Regions from separate parts of the Mus musculus genome. Here region 2 is linked to region 1. Evidence: chromatin contacts called from public Hi-C data. All regions are on one chromosome and are shown on one strand. The core of a region is the stretch at or near the end of the contact, and the rest is flanking DNA. Distances in the headings are between cores, read along the strand shown.

Region 1 (4,835 bases), core at 355-2,854:
GTCTCAGCCCCTGAGATGCTGGAAATTCTGACAAATCCAGTGACTGAAGAAGGTTACGAGCAGTGTAGACCCTGGCTTGTGAACTACTGTAAATCTTTACTGTACTGCAGAGCAGAGCATGCTAACAGTGAAGAGCCCAGATCTAAGCCATCAGGAAACCACAGCCGAAGGCCGAGCTTCTAGGGTATCAGTTTCCATCAGCAATGTCCCTCATAAGGTTGTGCTTGAACATGAGCTAGTGCTGCTGTTAGGCAAGTTTGTGGAACCTTTGGGACATGTGGCCCGGCTGGCAGATTTAGGTCTCTAAGAGCACACCTTTGAAGGTTGTGTTCCACCTCCAGCTGTGGTCCTGTTCTCTGATTCCTGGTCTCGCTCGTGTGTGAGAACCTCCTCTGTCCCATGGTCCCACATGTACATGTCACATGATCCCACATGTACATGTCACATGGTACCACAGAGTCACTTTAACACACCTCCTCCTCCATGATTCCAGCTCATGAGCCAAGAAAAACCTCTCTGTCCTTAAATCCTTTCTCCCGGGTATTTTTCTCATCGTGATAAGAAAGGTAATTGACAGATACCGTCAGGCAGCTGGTGACTGAGAGAGCCAGACTTCACATCTACAAGTTCCCGTTATAAAACAGTTTGTATTATCCATCCATCCATCCATCCATCCATCCATCCATCCATCCATCCAGAGCCCAAGCTAGGCATCACTTGCTTGCCTATATACATGAGCAGGCATAGCACAAAGCTGTACTACTGGCCTTGGGAGAGAACTAGAACTCAGCGAGTAAACTGCCTCCCTTCCAGAATGCAGGTTCTGTTCTGTTTTTCCCATCAATTAATTTGTGTATTCACCTTGCAGCACAATTGATGCTCTCCTCCTCCTTCTCCTTCTCCTCCTCCTTCCCCCACCCCTCCACACACACAGTGTCTCCCTCCATCCCCACTTCCCTTCTCCTTTGAGAAGGTAGAACTCCCATCCCCGCCCATTATCCCCCAGCCCTGACACATCAAGTTTCTGCCGGGCTGGCGAATCCTCTCCCAAAAGGCAGCCCAGTTAGGAGAATGGGATCCATGGGCAGGACTTAGGAACTGTCCCTGCTCCAGTTGGGAGACTTGCATGAAGACCAAAAAATAAATAAATAAATACAAGTTAAGTGTAATGACCAATCCTTGTAGCCCCAGCACTGAGGAGATGAGGGAGGAGGATTTCTGGGGCTCGCTAGCCAGCGGAGACTACTTGGTGAGGCCCAGACCAATGAGAAAAATAAAAAAATAAAAATAAAAATAAAACAAGGTAGACACACCAGAGGATCAACATACACAGTCATGTTTACGTGCATACACACACACACACACACACACACACACACACACACACACACACACACCATGGACTCATCAGGAGGGTGCCATGAGCAACAAGTGTTGCTTTAATAACAATTATCCTAATCTAGAAACCCAAGGAAAAGATCAACAGTTCCATCCTTCCTCGCTATTCAGCCACCAGTCCTTTGGAGCGGGGCTGGGCCAGCAATGAGAATTCTCAGCAGCAATCTGTGCCGGCCACCGCTGACTTCCTGCTTTCTGTCTACTGTGTTTCAGCAAGGGACTTTCCTCAGTGGTATGCTAACCTACATTTTCCAAACCATCAGGTCCTTTGCTATTGAACCTACCAAAACTGAAAGGGGAAAAAAATGTGTAACACAACACAGAGAAAGCAGCCTGGACATCTTTTGTAAAGCTGTGTGGACATGAAATGGTTTTTAGTAAGCTTGCCAATGAGAGTCCTGAGAAGCACAGATCATTACGTTGCCTGAGAAATGTCTGAGGCTTCAAGGCTAGAACACCACATCCTAATGAGTAATGAGGATTACATAACTAAGAAGATAAGCAACACCACCCACCGATTGCATGGAAATGCTAATGCTGAGTTCCTGGCCGCAGCCTGCAGTAAAAAGGAAGAACAGAACTTCAAAATATTACTCCCCATTGTTGCATAAAACCACGATTGGTTTGCCATGATTGTTCATTTTGCCTTTCGAGATTCTTAACTCCCTATCTAAAAGCTCAGCTGTGTCTTTCATTCACAAATCAATGTTCAGCAAAAGTCCTTAAGAGACCCTCCCCCTCCTCCAACCGAATGCAAGCTTGAGATGTGCTTCAAGGGAAACTTGCATAATAAGTAAAACAAGGACTGCATTCCTCAGGTGGGGAAGAGATCCATGGGAGAGCATATGCAGAAACCCCGGTATGCAAGTTCTAGTGTAAGCATGCAAACACACACACACACACACACACACACACACACACACACACATACACACACACACACACACACACACACACATTCACACACTCAAACACACACACATACACACACATACACATTCAAACACACATTCACACACTCACACACACACAAACACACACATTCACACACACATACACACACATACGCACACATTCACATACGAACACAAACACACATTCACATACTTTGTTTCCAGGGTTCAAATTCTAGTGTAAGCATGCAAATACACACACAAACACACACACACACACACTTTGCTTCCATGAACCATGTCTCAAGTTTCCATTTGCTTGGAGGAAAGGGCTTTTAAGAATTTTTGCTAAACACTGATTTGGAAATGGAAAACTGAGTTTCTCTCAGACAAGGAGTGTTGGCAGAGGGACACCCACATGCCACAGCACGTGTGTGGAAGTCAGAGGACAATTCGTGTGAGTCAGTTCTTTCGTTCTATCATGTGGGGCTGGGGGACCGAAGTCAGAGGACAATTCGTGTGAGTCAGTTCTCTCATTCTATCATATGGGGCTGGGAGACCGAATTTGAAGTCCCAGGTTTGTTGGCAAAAGCCTTTACCTTCTGAGCCAATTTAATGGCCCACAACAAAGCCTTAAAACAAAGAAATCCTACAGTCCTCCTCACTCTGCTGTGGTAGTTTCACTATGGAAAGTTCTTCAGTATTGCTAACTTACATCTCCCTTGCTGCCCGACGTAAGGGACATCTTAGGGCCTGTGTGGTGATATATATCTCTACTCCCAGTACTGGGAAGGCTGAGGTAAGAAAATTGCCCTAAGTTTGAAACCAGCCTGATCTCTATAGCACCGTCCCAGGTCACAGTTTCCAGAAGTTCCTCCTCAGAATGCAGGTCACTTACACTGAAAATGTGAAAATTCAAACCATGAAAGATACAATGTTATTACTAGAATATTACATTTTTTTCAGTCTATAAATAATTTTGCCTAATTATCCCCTTTTTTTCCAGTAGACTCTTCTCTTGTCCACCCCCGAGTCCACCCCACATATACTCAAACACTTTCAGAACTTAGCTCTTGAAAATTCTGTGAAATTTACACTGGAAGATGGTATTTAGAGTCCCAATATTCACAGTTTACAACTGAAAACTCCTGACTGTCAGTTAAGTGCGGAAGTATTCCATGGGGATGCTGTCAAATCCTTCTCCAGCATACACACCAATTTTTTTCCCTTGAGATGTCTTGGCATCCAGACTATCCTCAAGCTGACTGTGACTGTGACCTTGAACCTCTGATCCTCTGGCTCCACCTTTCAAGTGCTAGGTTTGTAGGCTACTCTGCCATACCTAGCTATCCATTTCTTATTCTTTATAAATTTCTGGTCAATAGACCTTCACAGATAACTCCCCTCCCATGTGCACAATTCCTAACATATAGGAGCTATATAAACTAGTTCCTTGGGGCAGCAAAATGGCTCATTGGGTAAAGTCAACTGCCTTCAAGACCGACAACCTGAAATCGATCCCCAGGATCTGAGTGTGGGAGGGAGAGGGCCGACTCCCACAGGTTGTGCTCTGACCTCTACACATACGCCATGGCAGACATACCCATACACATGCACATACACAATACATAATCAAGGTTTTTTTAAGTTCCCCTATTTTAGATACAAGTATTCCGAGTCCAAAAATCAAAATCCATTCCAAATCCTAGTCACAGATGCCTGGATGTTTGATCTTACCTGTCCCATCGATTACGTGCACTGGGTAAGTGTGAAGAGTTATCCCACACTCTATGGGGCCACAAGAAGCTTGGAGGCCATGGTGGCTAGCATTAACTGTCAACATGACAGCATCAAGAATCACCTGGGAAGTGAGCCTCAGAGATTACTATTTTGATTATATGAATTGTTATGGAGAAAGCCATCTTAATTGTGGGTGGAACATTTTTGAATGGGGTATGCTGGTCCTATAAAAGTAGAGAGAGCAAGGTGGGCACCATTATATGCCTGCCTTCATCTCGCTCTTCTGACTATGAATGTCATGTGACACACATCAAGCTGTGGCCACCTTGACATCTGTGACATGCTGGGCTGTCACTGGAAATGAACTCAATAAGCCATTGCTTTTTTCAATGGTTTCTATCAAAGTATCTTATAGCGACAGGGAAAGAAACTAAGTCAGCAATCATCCACTGGGGTCCCTACACATTAGTGCTCATCTATGGCAGTCACTTTACTTTGGAGAAAGCTACACATCGCTTCTCGGCCTTTTGGCTAAGATCAAGTGTAGAGAAAGCTACAGCAGGAAGACAAAAGTTGGCATCCCCTAACAGAGATAGCAGCCAAGCCAACATGGAACCCGAATGTCCCCTAACAGCTTTCCATTCCTGCATCTCTACATTCATCTTGCTCAGGGCTAGACAAACTCACCTCCTGACCTGGGCACTGGAAACTGCTCCCCTTGGCAGAAGCCCTGGATGGCCAAAGACTATTCTGACTGCCCAGGATGGGTTGTTCTGTTCTTTCGGGGTTGCTTCTTTGTTATTT
Region 2 (5,236 bases), core at 2,726-5,225, 270 kb after region 1:
GACAATATATGACTTTACTTATTATCTCTTGTAACTAGAAATATTTCTTTAACACAAAAACCTGTTCCACAAGAACACCCTTTCTAGCCACACACAGTTGGTGATGGTAACAGCTATTACTAACAAAATAACCATGGAGCTATAGCTGGAACAACAAATCTAGATGTTTGTAGGAAATCACAATACAATCCTCTCCGTGACATTTATCAAAGCTTTGAATCTTACACTATCAGATAGGGAGGGCATTAAGAAATACTGCTTATGGCTGGGCAGTGGTGGCACAGCACTCAAGAGGCAGAGCCACGATGATAGCTGAGTTCCAGACCACCCTGGTCTACAAGGATACACAGAGAAACCCTGCCATGAAAAAAACCAAACCAAAACAAAACACCAACCAACCAACCAAAACTAAAAACACACCAACCAACAACCAAAAATACAAACCAGTGTTTCTGAACTAGCATATTAAACAACTGATCTTAAATAATTACGACTTCACTATTAGCTGACTAGACTATAGAAGACTTCCTGTTATTTATTTATTTATTTATTTATTTATTTATTTATTATTTACCTATAATAAGTAGGTTAATTCTATCAGAGGGACCTACAAACTTCTGCTGCAGAAACTTTATCTTCAAATCAGCTCAAGATGAAACTGACTTTAAGAAGGGAAAACCTTGAAAACATTCTGAAGAACAAAGTGGCCACAGCAGGAAACTATCAGGCTGAGTTTAAAGACTAAGGGCAAGGCCTGCTGAGACATTCAAGGCTGTGAAAACTGGGAGACTGAAGCAGACAGACAGAAGGATGTCAAGTTCAGCAGCTCACAGCCTAGTGAGGGCTGCAAACGTTCAAGAGTTAGGTTAAGAGTTACCACCCAACTTTCCAACCGTAGGTCTTCATATCTTATTAATGGTGGTGTTTTCAATTTTATAAAGGGAACCAAGAGAAAAAGGAAACTTACATCTAATCTCTTATTTTGTAATGAGCTACTAAAAGCATCCTTCATTAGGCTGGAATGCACATGTAAAGACATTATATTCTACATTGTCAGTGGTAGGAAAACCAGAAGAAACAAAGAATGAATTCTGAAAGTATCAGAGAATTATAATAGAGATAAAATAGAATATTCCCATATCCCGAGGATCAGAAATTAATTTTTTACAAGGATATACTTTCCTGAAAATGACCAGAACTTAAAAGAAGTGAGTGATGAGATTTTCATACTTAAAGGAATGATGGATTACAAAAGGCAAGGAGCAAGGTGATCATGGATTAGAATGCTACTGTTTCCTCTCCAGAGAAGTCCATAGTTATGTTTCTTTCCACAGGCTCTTAAAAGACAGAGAGAGACAGATGGACAGACAGACGGAGAGAGATGGACAGAGAGAGAGAGAGGGAGAGAGAGAGAGAGAGACATGCACGTTTGTGTATATTTTCACTATTACATTATTACTTGTATAGTAGTCCAAGCCACTTTTTCTACCTCCTAATTATCTACCTTTTTTCTTAAAGGATCACATCTGAAATCTCTAAATTTAAACATGCACAAAATGATATTTTTTTTAAAAAAGTGATATTTTAAAAAAATCTACAACGAGGGGCTGGAAAGCTGGCTGGGAGGTTAAAAGTGCTTGTTCTGTTTCCAGCACCCACATGGCGACTTAAGTTGCATGAGTTCTGAGATCCTCCTCTGACCTCTCTGGGCACATGGCACACATACATATATACAGGCAAAACACTCATAAACATAAAATAAGTAAGTCTAAAAAATGAACAAAGCAGATACTCTGGAAACAAAGACTCAACTACAAAGTAACACAACAGCACATAAAGGTCAGGTCTGCAATACAGAGGGCAAAAAGAAGTAAAAGTCTAAGCCTCAGAGTCATGAGAATCCCATGAGGTGACAAATAGTGAAGAAAAGCAAGAAGGCCCCAGCGTGGTGGAAAGCAGGAGCCCAAAGTAAGCCAAACCAAGAGCAGTCAATCCGATGCAAGGTGAACCACCTATCCCTAAAGGACACTGCCACACAGTGCAGCTCTGAGCAACTGATACCAAGATATTCTGATGAACTCTTTAGACTTCCAGAAAGGGAAAACAAACAACAAACTCCTTTGATTATTTAAAGAGCTAAAAGGGTAAGTTATATGCCAGGGGAACAGGCTTAGAAACAAGGCTTAAACCAGTGGCCATCAGTGGCCCAGGACCAGAGTAGGTAGGGTCCTGAAACACAAGTCTGAAAACTTGTCAGAGTCTAGTTTCTACAAAGTGTAAATTTAATATCAGAGAGAGCCTTCCTTGGGTAATAGATAGGAACTTTGGATAAAACAATGAAAACAAGTATGTGAAGGTTCTAGAAAGCAAGGAAGAGCAAGCAGACTTGAAAGACAGTTACAGTTGAGAAGAGAGGTCAGCACTGAGGAGAAGCTCATCTTTTGGGCCTTCCGTCTAAGGGCAGACTCTGACCTGGGCTTTGTGAAGTCCCTGGACATAAAGAAAAACCTGCACTGCTACTCTCCTGTGGACTCAGGATGGAGCCTGAGACTGACAACCAAACTCTACAAAGGAGATAGACGGGGAGTGGGAGAGAGTGGACCAGGAGTGGGGCATCCTGGCCTCTACATATAAATTCTGATTTAAACAATTATGGTGGTATTATGTTTTGTCAAAATAGAAAACCTGCAGAGCAAGGGTGAGCCCTAAGTAAAGAGCAGAGCTGGAGCAATAGCAAGCTGACAGTGTGCTCCTCAGTACACCCTCAGTTAGTGTGTCCGTGGCAGGGGCTGTGGATGGAGATACAGTGGGCATGCCAAACTTTCTGTATGTTCAGATCAATTTTGCTTTTTGAACTTAAATTGGCTCTTAAGCCAAGTACATAATTAAATAAAACCCAGGTCATGTAGCATTAAATATAAAATATGTATGGGTAAGTTAATAAATTATGCATAAGAGGCACACTGAAAACTACTGCACAATGCTAAGGAAAACCAAGTGAGTTAGGAAGGAAGAACTAAATCATGCTCATGAACTGGAAGGTTCAACAGTGCCACAACAGGAATTCCTCCAAAGTGACCTAGAGACTCTATGCAGTCCCCAAACTCCCTACAGTCTTTTCTGCACAAGTCAGGAGCCTGACCAAAGACTGATGTGGAAAGACAAGGGCCTCATGGCAAAGCTACAATGAGCCTAAAGAGCTGGCCTACTCGTAAGCTAAGAAGTGGGCCTGCAGAGCTCTCTGCATTTTCATAGACAATATCTGATCCCAAGATCAGAGATTAAAAAGTTTATCTCTCTCAGCCTTCCCTGGGTATTTATCTGAGATAAATGAAAGCACAAATGCTCACTGTAACTTTATCAGAAACTGTAAAACAAGAGACAACTGGAATGTCCATTAACAGGTGAGTGGGTAAATAAGCTATGGTGTGTGTATATGTATGTGTGTATATATATATATATATATATATATATATATATATAATTGCTACTCCTCAATAAAGGCCGGAGTATAGAAATTAGCAATGATATGGATGAATCTCAATATAATTGAGTGAGTGGGAAGAAACAAAAGACATTTTCTATGATGGAAACAGGCCAGCGATTATCTGGAGACAGAACTGGGGAGAGGGGAGATGAGACTCCTGGGGAGGTGGATATTTTCTCATTTGTCTGTGAAAATGGTTTCAGAAGTACTGACACATCTCAAAACTTATCAAAATGCAGACTTGAAACACATGGGATTTATTCCATACCAGGTATATGTCAATCAAGGCTAAAAAGGCAGGATCCCAAGCAAGCGCCAGGTGTGACACACCTGCAACCCCAAAGTCCAGGAGCTGAGATCTGACAACCATGGCCAGAAGGCCAGTCTGCACTACATTATGATAACCTACCTCAGAAGTAGTAAGAGGAGCACCCACAGTGACGCCGAAGCAACAGACTTCAGCTGCTGCTCAGCCTGGGACGCACAGCTGCCAGTCTGAGTTCAGCCAAACTAACTTCCTGCTGCCATAAGCAACCAACAGAAGCAAAATCAACACTCATCAGTAAAGTGCAACAAAACTCAGACTCTTCTATAGACTAACATTAATGCCAGGAGCATAACTAGGACTTAGTAGTTATAGGGAGAAATGCTAACAAAGCCTGCCAAAGAAAAAAGGCAGTCAGAGTCCAACTCAGACAACCAAAAGAGGTTCTCCTGTCTCAGGTTCTCGCTGTCTCAAAGCAAACAAAGCACGAGTCTAACCCTGGGGCTGCCGAGGCGCTTCAACAGGTAAGAGTGTGTACTGCTCTTGCAGAGAAGCTGGGTTTGGTTCTAGAAACCACATCGTGTGCCTCACAACTGTCCATGACTCCAGGTTCAGGAGATCTGAAGCCGTTGGCCTGCACAGGCACCTGCACTCATGTGCACATATGGCTGCACAGACACATATACATAGTTAAAAATAAATCTTAAAAAGTGAAGTTTAACATATGTTTAGCTGAGGTCTCACAAAGATGACAGACTAGAGAAGAAAAAGTACACTTCTCAAGCATAAAAGGATGAAACCACAGTTGAACTGCTGAAAACCAAATACAGTCTTGAAATTAAAAAAGAAAGATACCCATCTCACAAAACAATATCAATATTTAGACCCATGACATATCACTCCAAAGACACCTGACTTCTTACAGAAACAGTGGATCTTTATAGGCAGTACTGGGGTGTCTATGAGGTGGTAAAGGAAAAGAATAACCCCCAACACAGACATCTCTCCCCATAGAAGCTTTATAAAAGCCAAGACTGTTCTGAGAAGTGGACAACTGTAGATCTAAGTCAGGAGCACACACAGTTAGCCTGCAGCATCCTGACATAGCAAGAAGCCCATGTCCATGGTGCTGTCTGGGAACACAGACCAAATATGACAAGGCTCCTGCTGCTAAAGGGCCTGCAGCTGAGACCCACATAGACAAAGGCTGGCAGGCTTTATTCCCATTAAGGATGTTTGAGCTTACTAGTTCAGAATGCACAAGACTGACCATTCTGCTAACCTCCACACTAAGCAATATGAGAGCTACACACTTAAGAACTATTGGGACAGGCAACAAAAACCACTTTATGTAAGAGCACATAAAGCTTTAAACAGCAAGTGTAGCTACTCTGTTACTTTTGGAGGGCAGCAGTGGTTATGACTTGGGAGCAATGTAACCCACAGGAGAGCCTTGGCCTTGGCCCTAAAGCTGTAAGGCTGGT

The links. Hi-C and Micro-C count contacts between places; a contact is called where the count stands out from the background.
Region 2: a contact with region 1 is called in a Hi-C map of group 2 innate lymphoid cells, with 5 times the contacts expected there. The contact joins two enhancer-like sites. A contact is called at or near these places in 7 of 484 Hi-C or Micro-C datasets (the G1E-ER4 cell line, the HPC-7 cell line, embryonic stem cells and 2 more).

What each region holds. Positions count from the first base shown.
Region 1 is chr2:9,748,422-9,753,256 of GRCm38.p6, forward strand. No RefSeq gene overlaps it. Among named protein-coding and RNA genes, the nearest start is that of Gata3, 130 kb to the right of the region's middle. Within about 2 kb of position 1,605, at least 50 of the 459 cell types and tissues checked have an H3K27ac peak or open chromatin away from gene starts, as enhancers often do. A contact at or near this core is called in group 2 innate lymphoid cells, where this site is marked.
Region 2 is chr2:10,011,181-10,016,416 of GRCm38.p6, forward strand. All of the region lies in intron 2 of Taf3 (TATA-box binding protein associated factor 3), which reads right to left. Among named protein-coding and RNA genes, the nearest start is that of Taf3, 35 kb to the right of the region's middle. Within about 2 kb of position 3,976, at least 28 of the 459 cell types and tissues checked have an H3K27ac peak or open chromatin away from gene starts, as enhancers often do. A contact at or near this core is called in group 2 innate lymphoid cells, where this site is marked.